Linked DNA regions of Urocitellus parryii: region 1 is linked to region 2. Evidence: chromatin contacts called from public Hi-C data. All regions are on one chromosome and are shown on one strand. The core of a region is the stretch at or near the end of the contact, and the rest is flanking DNA. Distances in the headings are between cores, read along the strand shown.

Region 1 (6,875 bases), core at 2,273-4,772, 140 kb before region 2:
GTGTCATCATTGCTGTCCTAGGAGGAACATTAAATATCCATGAAGCAAAATGAAATTCAGTATTTACATTCCTACTATATACAAGGCTGATCACTTGTTAAAATGGAAGATAAAATTACACGGACATAACATCAGAAATTCACAACCTAGGAGACACCTGCAGACCCTCTACTACCCTATCACTCCAAACACCTGACAAATACCCCTGCATTCAGGAATCAACTGTCTCCATCTCAGCAGCTGGGAGAAATTATACATAGCACATATGCAAATTACCCTGCAGCAAAACCAGTGGTATGGATTAGAAACAATGGAGTGCAGATGATGTGCCTACAAACTTAACATTTATTCTCAGAACTCTCACAAGTGTCACAGAAACCTCAAGCTACTGGGAATAAACTCAATTTTTTTGGCTCCTTCACAAAACCATCTGACACATCCTTATTTCCATGACTCCTCACAATGCTATTATCTGATAATAGCTGGCTAAACCCACTATTTGTGCTTATACTCCTTTTTCATGCTTCCTCAGAAGCTTTCCATCATTTTATTTATACTTTCTTGTGTCTTTATACATTTTTACCGAGTCTTTTTAAGAATATAAACTTCTTCAAGTGCCACTTACAGCGCAAAAAAAGATTTTAAAAACCCTGATCCCCTGTCTTCTACTTTCCCACTGCACTCCTTTCTTCACAGATGTAGGATTCTCAAGAGTGGTTCATAGTCTAACCTATTTCTACTCCTGTTAAGCCTCAACCACAACCCTGCTCACTGTGCCTTCCTAGTGCCACTCACCAGCCTCCCTGCCTTTATTTCTAGTCTCATTCCCACTACTCCATTCTAGTCTCTTCTCCACATAACCCACAGAGCAATCATCCACCATGGAAATCATATCATGTCACTACCCTGCTAAAACTTTTCAATTGTGCCCCTCCACATACAGGATAAAATAACTTCTTCACATAAAGCACACATCACATGATCTCCTACTAATCTTCCAACACTCTCTCCCACTAGATCCTGCAGCAATACATTTACTATATGGTCTCTCCTACCTTTCTTTCATATTTTCATTTTTTTCTACTCAAAAGCGCTTCCCTTCCCCACCTCCTCTCCATCTTGCAGTTATTAGTTCTGCATTCTCAAGTTATATTTACTATAGTAAAAAAAACATGTGTATAACAGATTTGGGGGTAAATTAAAAAGTCTGATTTTCAGCACATTAAGATATGAGTATAAGAACTATATAAAAAAATTTGAGAGGGGTAACCTTTAGTATTATGAGCAATGGACTAACACATTCAGACTCCTAAGAAAATTCCTGCTGCTGTATGAAGAATCTGGAGGGTAAAGAGGGTAGGGGAAGAAATAAAAGCATAAAACTAGAAAACTGGTTGGGAGCCTACTCAAAAAATGAAGCCAAGAAGTAAGGGGCTGTTCCAGGGTAAATGCTGTGGAGATGGTGAAAAGTGGGCAGATTCCAAATACTTAAGAACTGACAGGATTACCTGATGGGCTAAATATGGAGTTAATATAGGTAAAATGTCAAGGAAGATTCCAAAGTTTTTGTCTGAATAGTTAAAAGGAGATGCCAAATATAGACTCTGGACACTCCAATATTTTGAGTAAAAAATGTGAGAATAAACAGTGGGAACTAAGGAGTAGTACTAAAAAGAGTGGTGGGTAACCCAAGAGAAGGTAATGATCTGGAAGGCCCAGGAAGTGTTTCCAGGAGAATTCAATTTTGTCAGATGTTCTTAACAAGTAAAATGAAAACCAAAGTGACTACTATATTTTGAACAGTTGACCTCAATAAGATCAGTTTCAGAACAGACGGGGAAGGGGTCGAAAAGCTGACTAGAACTGACAGAATGGGGTGACAGTTGAAAGGCTATGTGGGCATAAGTTTTTATTGTTGAAGACAGGAGAAATTAAAGCATGTTTACATGCAAATGTGAACTAGCTTATCAATTTGAGGGTGAGGGGAGGGGACTGGCAATGCAAGATAAAAGAACTGCTGCAACAATGCTTTGCAATGGGCAGAAGGGGATGGTCAAAAATAAAGCACAGACAGTTCAATTATAAAATACAAGTGCAATTATGGGTAAAAATGCAAATAGGTAGGCAGGTGGTATGAAAATTCTTTTGTAATTACTTCCATTTCTCAGTGAAACAAGAAGCAAGATTACCAGCTGAGAGAAGACAAGGGAGGAAATGTTGAAGGACCGAGAAAAGTTTTAGTGCACAAGTTGCAAAAGAAGGAGGTTGCTGGCACAGAATGCAGGGTTGTCTGGCAGCATGAAAGACTAATTTGAGGTTCACAATCACAAACTTATAAAGTAGAAACAACTGACATAGTTTTGTCTATTTCTTCAGCCTCATTAGCCTGGGTGCAAATTTACAGAGCTGAATTTAAATCACCACTGGATTTTCTCAAGTCACCCTGTAGTAGTCTTTTCTGACCATAAATCCTAGTTATCCTAACTTCAGATACACGCTATTTCATCACCTCGACTTTGCTATTATAATCTGAAAGTAACTTAGGTTATTTTACTTATCACATCTCCCCTCCCTACCTGCTTTATGCCTCATTTCCTTGAATCCACCCACCCGAACCTGACAATGCAGGAAAAGAAACCTATCTACACTTTTCACATCCCTATCCCTGGAACCCAGAACAGTGCCTAAGCTACAATTCCTCGGTAAATTGTGAAACAAAAGAAAAAAAAACTAATATAATCTAAATGGAAGTACCCTATAAACAGTAATTTTTTAAAGGGGGACATTATTAAATTACACTTATTAATCTCCAGTCGAAAACCTCTGGACCACAATTACATTTTAAGGGCACAAACGCGATAGTCAATATTAATGTGGTAACAGCTACCTGAACGCAAGGCTCTGCCAGCGGCTCCTATTCCTACAGGATTGCAGGGCACCCCTACAGGGAAGGTCACAAGGGAACTGAAGAGGTGCCCGGAGGCCGCTCCCCTTTCACCTCCTCGCGTGCACGACGAAGGGCCGAGGAAAAAGACCACCCGCACCCCACCATACAGAGCATTTCTGCAGCCTAGCATCGGAACCGCCCAGCGCCGGGCGTTGGTTGAGGACCGGCTTCTCCTCTCCACACCCCCAATCTTCCCGAGCTCGGCGACTCCTGGGTCACTTCTTCTACGAGGGCTTCCGAGCACCCAGAACACTCCGGGACAATTACCCTCGGTCCTCCATTCCCTCCCACCCACCCCGCTCTTCCTCAAGACGGACAGCCGGAGGGGATACAAACACAACCGCCCCTGTGCGCCCGGCTCACTCCACAAACCCTCCAGGAGGGACCCCCCCACCCGCCAAGCCTCGGCCACCCGCTCTCCGCGCCCACAGCCCCTCACCTGAGACAACATGGCGACCGTGCGCCAACCCCACTTCCGGGAACCACGTCAGCGTACCAGCTGTCAAGTCCGATCTGCAACTTACGTGGCCTCTTCCCTACAATCCGGGAGGGGCCCATGTACAGCCCTAGCCGGACTTGGCTTCCCGGATACACTTCCGCTTCTAGGAGTCTCGCGGGAGGAGCAACACCGGGAGGGGAGGTGCAAGGGGTTATTCCGGGGCGGGGCGATCCGGGGCAGGGCGAGAAATGCTGGTGGGTTCTGGTCCGAGTAGAAGCAAAAACCCGCTGGGAAAGAAGCCCGTTACCACAGTTGGCGCTAAGGAAAAGTTGCGTGGTTTCTTAAAGGGAAACGTGTTTCGCGGCGATGCCCTGAATGCAGAGGGCCGGGTTTTATTCCATGGCATTTAACTTCGTTGGAATATTTGACAGTGACCTGTATTTCTGAATAGTATTACTTTTGGGCTTTGAATTTTAGAAGCAATTGGAAAAGTAAAGGTGGCCTTGGGAAGGGATAAAAAGTTAATCAAATCAATGGAAATAACCTGATGACGGTTGAGGACGACGTGCGACCTGGCGTTTGGGCGCCTGGATTTCAGCCTCCTGCCCTTATTACCAATTAAATAATCAACCTCTCTGTACTTTTTTCCTTGATCTTAAAGTGGAAGTGACGATAGCATCCTTACCGGGTATTTAGTGAATAGGAGAGGGTTAGTGTTTTAAGTCCAGCCATTGATGGAATGATCTTGCCTGGACCTAAAGTTCAGGGGCCTTAAAAAAGTCAATTTTGAAACTAGAATGATGGCATTCTTTTGTCGGGCATAAGTCAGACTGATGTTGGAAAGTTCATGAGGTAATGTATATTCTCAGATGAACTTGAGGGACTTCTTTTCATTAAAACCATAAATGTTTACAAAGTTATTTGTAGTGCTATTTCAAACCTAATATCTGAATGTGAAGACACCTACCCCCCACCCCCATGCACACCTATTTCCCAAGGAGAGAAAGCTTGACAAAGCAACTGCATGCTTGCACATAAAGGTGGATAGATGACCTGTGTGTATCTAGCCCTCCATGGACATGTTTTTGGTGCCTCAAAATTGTGGGGTTTTGTGAAGTTGTCTTTGTCATTTTTACTTTTGTTATGCATACTATTTGAATTTATTACCATCATTTTAAAAAAAAAAGGGCATTTGACAGAAAAAAATACTTGAATTTCTGACTTTTCTTGAAGAAGCAAAAGATGTGGCCATGCTGAGCCACTGAGTAGGAACTGTCCCATATGTACAGGATTTGAGCTCTCCAGTGGGCCATTACTCCCAACCCTTGAGGGCTGCACTCCTCTAAGTTATTTCCCTGATCCCTGACACCACCCTCCAAAGTTTTAAGTAGAAACCTGAACACACTTCATATTAAAGACTCCCTTTGTACAAAGGATGTATGCTTAATTTTCTTCTGAAAGAATTCTGAGAAGGAAAGGCATGCAAATGTCAAATTGGTGAACGTTTACCTCTTTTAGATTCTTGAGATTCATTGGACTTTCATTAAAAAAATGCCAATAAATTTCAATATATTATCCTGATAAATTCTATTGTTACACAAGGTAGAAATCCAGATTGGGTCCATGTTCCACAGAGTCAAAGAATGAACACCATGAATCCCAAGATAAGCAGAAATTTATTAAAGAGGTTATGGTTCAGAAGTGTAAGAAAGTTCCCAACAGAGTATGGGAGGAGCAAGAGTGCCTCCATGGTCTCTTGACATCCCTTCTTTTAAAGGCACCTGAGAAGAAGTTGACTGGCCCCCTGTAACCTGTCCTTGAGATTTTGTCATATGTGCATGCTCAGGCTGAATTGCATAGTTGTCATTTTTGTAAGAATGGAGCCTTTTGTTCCGTTTGGAAAACAGATGTTGTTTGACTTGCTAGAGCACATCAAGTGATGAAACATAACTCAAACGGTGGTCCTGGCGTCCATCCTCTGACTGACTCTTACCATTTTCCTACTCTGCCTCTTTCCTTACCTCACCATCATTTCATTTGATAGGAAGAATCATAGCATGAAATTGGTAGTAATGAGTATATCTCATTTCCAGTGATCACCTCTCTACCCCACTCGATGACATTGGACTTCCCTAAGTCTCGCAAAGTGGTTTCCAGTGGGAATGCAGATGCCAATATCTGCCAGTCCTTCTGTGTTCTTACTGTTTTAGCAATCCTTTGATCACAAGAAGATAATTAGGAGCTTTCACATTACTTGCCAGGGAATTAAAAAAAAAAAAAAAAACTACCCAAACCTACCTAGTTTTCTGTTTCTTTAAGACATTGTAATTTCCTGAGGTTGGTTTAGATAAACATATTTTGTCCAAGTTCAGGGGCTGCTGTTTTCCCTGGCTTCATGAAATTATCAATGGGCAAACCTTTGACCTTCCGGATCCATGCAGCTTTCCTGGATTTTCCTGGATCATCTACTCTTGTGGGTTCGCTGGCCTGATATTCCTTCATCATGGCTTCCCCATACTCTTTTTCCTCTTTTACCGTCAACAGCATGAATTCAGTGTTCATTCGAAGGGGATCCAGGGTTGTGTAGAAGCGAGGCCTTTCTCTCTGGAGAGACAGGGTAGCTGTGCCCAGTCGGGAAGCCAGCAGATGATTTGGCTTAATGACCTGCGTGCTGGTCAGGGGCCCCATACTGGGCACTGCCCCTTCAATTGAACTGGTTATTTGATCTTCACTCTTTAATCTGTCAGAAAACCTAGAGCGGATAATCATGGGCTGGGGTACGGTGGACAGGACTCTGGGACTATGCAAAGATTTCTTCAAGTTGGGCTGCAGTTTCTGGACTTCAAAGGGAGTACTAGTTTGTTTCACATCTATGGGATGATTGTTGATTCTCAAGCGATCAACTGCATGTTGGATTGATTTTCCTTTGAAATTCAGGACCTTCCTTGGATATGAAATTGAAGGTCCCCAGGCACTAAGGACTTGGGTTTGGGGCCTATGGGGATAGGCAAATTCCCCAGAATTATGGGCTCTTTGTAGAGCACTGACAGTCAGGAGGAACCGGTCAGGTGAAATAGGGGTTTTCCAGGACTTTGACTTCAAGCGACTCATCAATTCTCCACGAGTTTCCAGTTTTCCCTGTTCTTGTACCTTTTCCACATCATCTTTTACAAAAGGAAAAATGGGAAACAAAAGCAAAAACAGCATTCCATGAAAAAATTAAGTATTTGTACAAGAAAGTGAAAACCATTCTAATTACTACAACACTGAGGTCTTATTGCCCAACAGGCATGTCATCATTTAGACAATTGTCCCTGATGATATGATGATATCAGAAATGATGACACCAGATATCATGTAACAAAATGAGTTCTTAATGAATATGCCAATGCTTGTATAAAGTGTATATTAGCTTCTGGATGTGCATATTTTGAAGGCAACAAATGTGATTGCACTGTTCCACACCTTTTCAAAATTTTCTTATGGGGA
Region 2 (7,746 bases), core at 2,791-5,290:
CCCTTCTTACTAGAAAATATAACCTATAATGAAGGTATAGTCTTTGATACACTGAATAATTTTAATATATAAAGCAAAAACATTTTACTATAAAGAAAACAGAAAAGCATTGTTGCTATGGGAGATTCATTCTTTTCTATTAGTCTATGACCTAAGTTAAATTTTAAAAATAGAAATACAGAAGCTTTAAAATGTATTTAATAAGGCCAACACCACCAATGTAAATATATATCTTGAATTTATAATATATGAAGAAAATATAACTTTTTGAACATTCACAGAACATACACAAAAATTATTGCATATTTAACTCAAAGAAAACTTTTGTAAATTCCAGACCTTAGAAACTGAATGAATGACACATAGTTTTAAAAAATGGTTCAAACAAATATAATTCAAATTGCAGATAATTATAATGCTAACTTTCCCTTACTGTGACAAGTACTTGATGTAAATAAACTTAATAAGAGAAAAGGTTTATTTTGGCTCATTGTGAAAGTTTCAGATTATGACAAATTGGCCCTATAGCTTTGAGCCTATGGTGGAACAGTCCTTCATGGTGGGAGTAAGACACAACAAATTTTTGACCTAATGCCTGGAAATAGAAAAGGAGAGGAAAGAAATTGATATCTCACAAGCCCCTTCAAGAGCATACCTCCAATGACCTAAAACCCCCCACAAGGCCCCACCTGGTAAAAGTTCCTCTCCCTTCCAGTAGTGTGAAGTTGGGGACCAGGTTTTTAATATAATCACTGGGCCATTATTACACCTAACAAAATTAATAATTATGATTTTTTAAATGTTATTGTATTTTTTAATACCTTTATTTATTTTTATGGTGTGCTGAGGATCAAATCCAGTGATACCATAGATCTTAATTATTTCTTGTATTTTAGTATTCTTCTTTTGACATCAGAGAAGGGGTAAGAAGGTCTCCAACTGGTTATTGCTGTTGTGGGTGGAAGTCCACATTTTACACCCAACCTCTGTTTAGACATATCTGAGGAGTGAGAGATTCTTGTTAGTGGTAGGGCAGGGGTTGCATTTCAGGCTGTCCACTAGACCACCATTGATAGCATATTGGCTGGGAGGGAAGGAGAACTTTATTACGGTTTCCCGGATGGCCTCAACTGACAGTGTGTGGGGAGGTTAAATACTACCAAGTGTGAAACAAAATCCTAGCTCCCCACACTACCTTGTCTGTATTCACCCTTGCAGGAGCAATGAGGGCAATTATTAAGGTTAAGTGAGGTTGGAAGTCTGGGTTCCCCACCCCAGTCTTTGCTAATGAGAATGTAGTGGGACCACAGTTATTGTTTTGGTTGTGAGGTGTCCCCCAAAGGCTCACGTGGTGTAAATTCTTCCCAGTTTCACTGCAAGAAGGTTCAGAGCAGAAACGATTGGGTTGTAAGAGTCTTAACCCATCCAGTGAATTAATCCCCTGATGGGGATTAACTGAGTGGTAACTGAAGTGGTAAGGAATGGCTAGAAGAGGTGGGAATTGGGGCTTGGCTTTGGGTTATATATTTGGCAAGTGGAGATATTCTCTCTCTCTCTCTCTCTCTCTCTCTCTCTCTCTCTCTCTCTCTCTCCCTCGTTTCTGATTGCCATGTGAGCTGCTTCCCTCTTTGAAATTCTTCCACCATGATATTGTGCCCCCCCCCCCCCGCGGAGTGGAGCCAGCCTTCTCTGGAATAAGACCTCTGAAACTGTGAGCCCTCAAATAAAAATTTCCTCCTCTGTAATTGTGCTGGTTGGGTCCTTTAATGACAGTGGCAAAAACAACCACTGACTAAAACAACCACCATTTTTGTCTGTGATATTTGGTTGCAGCAGAGTGGGTATTGTTTAGGTTTTCTATCATGTGAGATTGCCCTTTTCTCAGTCCTTTCACCAGAGAAAGCAGATCTTTCTTTCTTTCTTCCTTGTTTTTCTTTTTTTCTTTCTTTATTCTTTTTTTTTTCTTTGCCAGAACCCATTGACAATTCAGGTTGCCAGTTTTTTCAGGATCAGGCCAGGAGATATAATGAAAACACAAACAAAAAAACCAGGAAACTCACCATGTTTTTCCTGTGCTTACAAAATCCCTAGTTGGACTGCCTTCTGTTCAACTTATCTTTGTTTTACAGAGTTTTTAGCTTTACTAAGTGGAAGGTGTACGGAACGGTGTGTGTTTACTCCATCTATTCCACTTCAAGGTCACCTTTATTTATGAAAAATATTTTGATGGGTATACATTTCCAGGCTGATAGTTTTCTTTCAGTGCTTTAAATGTGTTTTTCACTGTCTCCTGATAGATTTTTTTTTTAACAAGGAATATCTTTGTTCTTTTTTCCATCTTTTTCCTCTGTTTTTTTTTTTTTGGTGCTGTTTTTATTAGTATGTCTTTCATTTCACTAATCTTTTCTTTTGCAATATCTCAATTGCTTTAAATTCAGTCTAATTTAAGTTTTGATGTTGTACTTGTGATGTCCAGAAGTTCAATTTTCCACTTGCATTTCCCCTTTGATAATTTCTATAAAGGTATCCACAGGATCCTTTTTTCTTTGAACTCATGCAGAATCCAGTTTTTGTTTTGTTTTGTTTTTTGCAATGTTCAGTTTTACTGAGATTCACATTTCCCTGAAGATCCTCATCTGGAAGGGCTGACCATGCTTAGGCATTGTACACAAAGCAGAAGAAAGAGGTCTTATGGAATCCAACACACACAGGAGTAGGAATGGGTTAGAGAGGAAATAGTCCCATTATTGAGGAAGCAGCTGTGGTGTCCTTAAGGGTTCTGTTTGACCATCCATGGAGAATATGGTTTTGGACATTGAAGTCATGGAATTGGGGCCAGGGAAATCATGACTTATTATTACTATAATTATTATTTAGATGAACTGAAAAAGGAAACTATGATTCAAAGACCCCAAATGATTGTTGTTGTTGTTGTTGTTTTTTTTAATGTATCAGTTATTTAGTTAGGTTCTTGGTAAGAAATTAGAACACCAGTTTGTGAGGATAAAACGGAGCCCTGGGGCTGAGGGATAGCTTTGATTTAGGGTAAAATTTGTGAAGCCACAGCTTTCTGATCAAACTTGCACTGCTCTATGATCTCGTATTTCTCTTTCTCTGTGTTGAAGATTTCACCTTCCTGATGTCTGGACTTCCTCAACTGCTGCTTCTTGAAATAAGCATCAGTGAGGTGTTTTGGGATTTTCACATTGCTGATATCAATCTTTGCGGAGGGAGTGGTAACAAATATCTGGTGTGTTCCACGCAGAGGAACTCGATTGAGGAAAAGAGGTCCTGTCACAAGTAGCAAGCCACTGCTCAGCTGCTTCAGAAAAAACCACTCTCTGTGGCGTCCAGTGAGGATGATCAGGATGGTCCCAGGAGTGATGCTGGCTCGCAGCTTTCTCACGTGCTGACTGAAAGGTTTCTTGCCGTGGCTAAACAGCTTTCGCAGCACATCTTCAGTCGGGTAGTATCTAGGCATTTTGCGAAGCTTAACCACCCTGGTACCTCCATTCTTGTCACCACCGACAGGTTTTGCAACAGTAGCAAGAAACTTCTCCTTCTTCTCAACCTTGGATTTAGCAGCTGAGTATTCCCTCTTGTACATGTCCTCAAAGACCCAAAATTATAATGAGGGCATTATCGACTTTTTTTTTTTTTCCTGGTCAAGAACTTGAATGGAAAAAGAGCAAAAGCTTGGACACAAATCTATCAACTCTACAGGCGCCTGAGGTTTTGAACTAAGTTTATAGGATGCCTTGTTCTATGGCCAGGGTCCTGTCATCAGTCTGAGTTAGTAATGTCTAGTACTAGCGCTTATTACACTCATGGCCCCTCAACATATGTGTTCTCAACCTGATGGAGTTTTTTTTTTTTTTTTTTTTTTTTAGGTCACCCAAAGCATCAGTAAATAAATCCTTCATAAACGCAGAAGAAGGGACCGAGAGGGTACTGGGCACTGCTCCGGCGCTGAGGATTCTGGGCACTGTAGTTCCAGCGTCCCGGCTGCGCAGGCGCACTGGCCTGCCTGGAGGCCGACCCAGTCGAGCGGGCGCCATTGCTGGACGCGTTCCCACCCTGCTCTGCGAGAGCCCTCAGTTGTGCTCATTGCGGCCGCCAGGTACTCACTGCCCGGGGCGTCAGGCCCCGACTGACGCCGCCCCTCCCCTGGCGCTTGGGTCCCCGCAGCGTCCGGGGCGTGGCCGCTTCCTCCCCAGCCCCAGACTGGGGCCCTCCCACCCCGCGGAGAGACGTTTGGGGCTGGGCCTCCTGCCCGGGGGTGGGCCCGGTCTCACCCGGCCCTATCGTAGGGCTGTCCGCACGACCTATGGTCTCTTCGCGGGTCAGACTCGGGGAACGTTCCCCGCGGACTTGGCAGGGCCTCGCCACAAGGGGTTATGATCCCCGGCGCAGGGCTCGCGCTGCGGTTCCACGAGGATGACCGGCCCCTGCCCGCGCCCAACGGTCTTCCCAGGCCCGTATCTTTGCTTCTGTGAGGAGCGGGACCCCGGAATGGCCGAGAAGGGCAATTAAGAGGGCGAGACGGGTCAGAGGACTTCCGCCCTGGCTTCCGAACTGGCCGAGGTGGAGCAGGGTTTCACATTGGTGACCTGTGCTGTGCTCGCCAGTTAACCGTGGCAGCTTTTCTTTGCGGGCGTATGTTTTTGGGAAATGCTGGAATAGTCGGGGACGCTGAAGTTCTCAGTAAGAATGTGGAAACTTTATTATTATTATTTTGAAAAAGTACCTACACTGGCTTAAGAATCACAGCAAGGGAAGTTTCTCCTAAAGTCTCTTGATAATTCTGCAGTGCTCAGAAAGACAGCGCTTGGGTGCAATCAAAACAACCAGGAAAAAGAAAATGTGAAGGAAATGATGATTCTGGGGAAATAATAGGTCTAGACAGCTTCTGCATGATGTCAAAAGTACAAACATGTAACGTGGTTATCTTCAAATAACTAATTCATTGTGCTCATTGACTTGCTTATGTCACATTGCTAAGTTAGCCAAATCAAGGTTAAAACCTGAGGTATGGACAGCTACCTTGGGATTTTATTCCATACTTAAATCCCACTTAAATATAGATAGGTTATATTGTCTACTTGGAAAGTATAGAAAAATAGGTAAATATTGAGGCCCCACATATCAGAGGTCTTGGGTCTCTCTGTTTTGTTTATTATGTTTTTTTGTTATGCATATGTTTGCATGATTAAGATAAAGCTGAATATATTCAGTCATAAATATCATCATTTATTCTGATTACAAAAGATGTCTATTTTACAGTTTGGATAAATATACTTTACTAGCATAATCTATGTGACATATGGCAGAGGAGTTGATAAATCTTTACCAATTTAAACAATAAATAATGGCTCAGGTTATTCTTGATAAAACCACTACCTAGTCTTTGTAGGTCTGCTTTAGTGTTTAGAGAAAAAATAATTTATGTTGATTATTTGTCTTAGCTCACTTTTTTCTTTGCAGCCTTGTAAAACTGAGCCTCTTCACTTGGAGGTCAGTGAATAGGCTTGTGGGGAACAGTCAATCTTCATGTACCCTGAAATACCATGCAACATCATATATGCATGTGCATTATTCTGAGACAAGGTCAGATTCTCAAATGGGTCTGTAACCTCTTCTTCAGAAGTTAGGTTGTACCGGTGTTATGTAGTATAATAAGAAACACCTTGATTGATGCAGAAACTCAGCCCAGGTAACTCCTGCAACACCACACCTTGCCTGTGCTCTAGAGTAAAACATATTGACCTTGCCTCTTGGTAAAACACATTTCACTTGGATTTTGAAGTGTGTAAAGAGTTTTTAATTTGAGGTTCAGAAATTGGCCTCAAGATAATATTTCTTAAGGTAAGAACCTGAGGTACTTGTTAAAAGTGTAGATTTTTGTGCCTGTCACATGAGGTAGAGATCCTTATTTGTATCTTGGATGGAACCAAGGAATTTCCTTTTATTTGGGGGTGGGGTACTCAACCACTAAGCCACATCCCCAACTCTATTTTGTATTTTATTTAGAGACAGGGTCTCAGTGAGTTGCTAAGTGCCTCACTTTTGTGAAGTCTGGCTTTGAACTCAAGATCCTCCTGACTCAGCCTCCCGAGTTGCTGGGATTACAGGCATGTGCCACTATGCCAGGCAATATTTCCTTCTTAATAAGCATCATAAGATTTATCACCCTCCTTATTCTATGTGGGAGTCTTCTGGGAGAAGATTGATAATATTCATTAACTTTCCAAAGGGATCAAAAACCTTAAATCTAGAGAATATTGGTATAAGGGAATACCATTTTGTTGGTAACCTTGAGACTCTGTGGGAATCCCCCAGATGACTTTTTTTTTTTTTTTTAACCCTGGGCTTATCTCCACACTGCAGTGTTTTTCTTCTATCAACTTCTTAATTTTTTCTTCATATCAAAAATTTTATTGTGCCTTGTGAAACCCAATATCATGAAGCAGACTACTGTACATTCCTAAGATGTTCAAATATTTTCTGTTTAACTAAACTCTGCTCCTTGATATTTCCCTGATAAGTTTAGACTTTTTAAATGTATTTCACTATGTTAGAAATTAATTCAGCAGCTTTAACAGAGTCCATATAGTAGTGGTTCCAACAAGAAAGATAGCTTATTTCTCATTACAATAATCTGAATTGATAGTTGGCAAGTAGTGATGAAGTAGGTGGGAGTAGGCAACTCTGATTTTTAGATCATCTAGTAACCCAGGTTCCTTTTTGCTCCAGATTGTCCAGGGGGCATTGTCCTTTCTGTGATAGAAGCTGGTTCATTCTTTTAGTGTCACCAGTGGATAAGGGAAAGTAAGAAGTGGAAGGCAAGTAGCTCCCTTTTAAAAATGTGACCTGAAAGTTGAATGCATCTTTTATTCAGATCCCTTTTGCCATAATTTATTGACATCCACACCTGGCTCAAGGGAGGCTGGGAAATGTCTTTAGCTGGGTTGCTCGTTGCTACCTAAGAGTTCAAGTTTTTGCCAGATCGAAAGGTGGACTGGATGTTGCCACGCAACTAGCCATCTTTGCTGCATTTTCTGTATTGGCTACTTAGGGTTCTTGCCCTTTCTGTTTTAAGAAATTTTTGAAAATAAATTTGGAAAATTTTCTTTGGAAAATTTTATTTTTACTGGTAAACAATTTAAAGTGCTTGCTATAACTACTTTCCCGTTTCTATTTTTGGTTTATTGACTTTGTTTTCTTACTTCCTTTGACCAACCAGTGACATATATTTTATTACTTGGAGAATTAGCTACTGGCTTTTTCAGATGTTTGTTTTCTTATTCATTAGTTTCTTCTTTTAATATTTCTTCCTCTTTATTTATTGCTTATTTGTTATTGTTCTTCTTTAGTTGGATGCTTACTCTGTTCATTCTTTTTTAAAAATGTTATTGGAAATATTTAGGGCCATGAATTGAATTTCTTTATAACTTTGGCAGATATCTGGCATATTTCATCTTTAATACCCTCATTTTGCTAACTCACCAGCAATGACATTTTTTCTTTGTTTCTACTAAGGTGCTACTTTTAATTTTCAAGTGACAAGTTTTTTCCACTTCAGACTTTCGTTTACATTTGTAATTCTACTGTACCATAGTTAGAGAATGTATTCTATTGAGTTTCTTCTAAAAGTGGGAAAGCAGAATCAGTGCCAGGCACACCTAAATAAAGCCTCTGCCCCGTTACTTCTCCACAGTGTAAAATCTTTACTAGGCAAAATTTTTT

What was found. A called contact is a pair of places that touch in the nucleus more often than the background predicts.
Region 1: a contact with region 2 is called in a Hi-C map of muscle, with 6 times the contacts expected there. The contact joins the promoter of Tvp23c here to the promoter of Znf624 in region 2. A contact is called at or near these places in 2 of 2 Hi-C or Micro-C datasets (liver and muscle).

The regions. Positions count from the first base shown.
Region 1 is chr7:122,683,072-122,689,946 of mUroPar1.hap1, reverse strand. Tvp23c (trans-golgi network vesicle protein 23 homolog C) reads right to left here and starts at 3,522. Exons shown (of 7, transcript XM_026409422.2): 1 at 3,387-3,522; 2 at 1-17. The coding sequence starts at 3,398. Fbxw10b (F-box and WD repeat domain containing 10B) reads right to left here. Exons shown (of 12, transcript XM_077800944.1): 12 at 5,730-6,550. The coding sequence ends at 5,730.
Region 2 is chr7:122,545,690-122,553,435 of mUroPar1.hap1, reverse strand. It overlaps Znf624 (zinc finger protein 624), which reads left to right and starts at 4,040. Exons shown (of 6, transcript XM_026409424.2): 1 at 4,040-4,120. It also overlaps the pseudogene LOC113197186.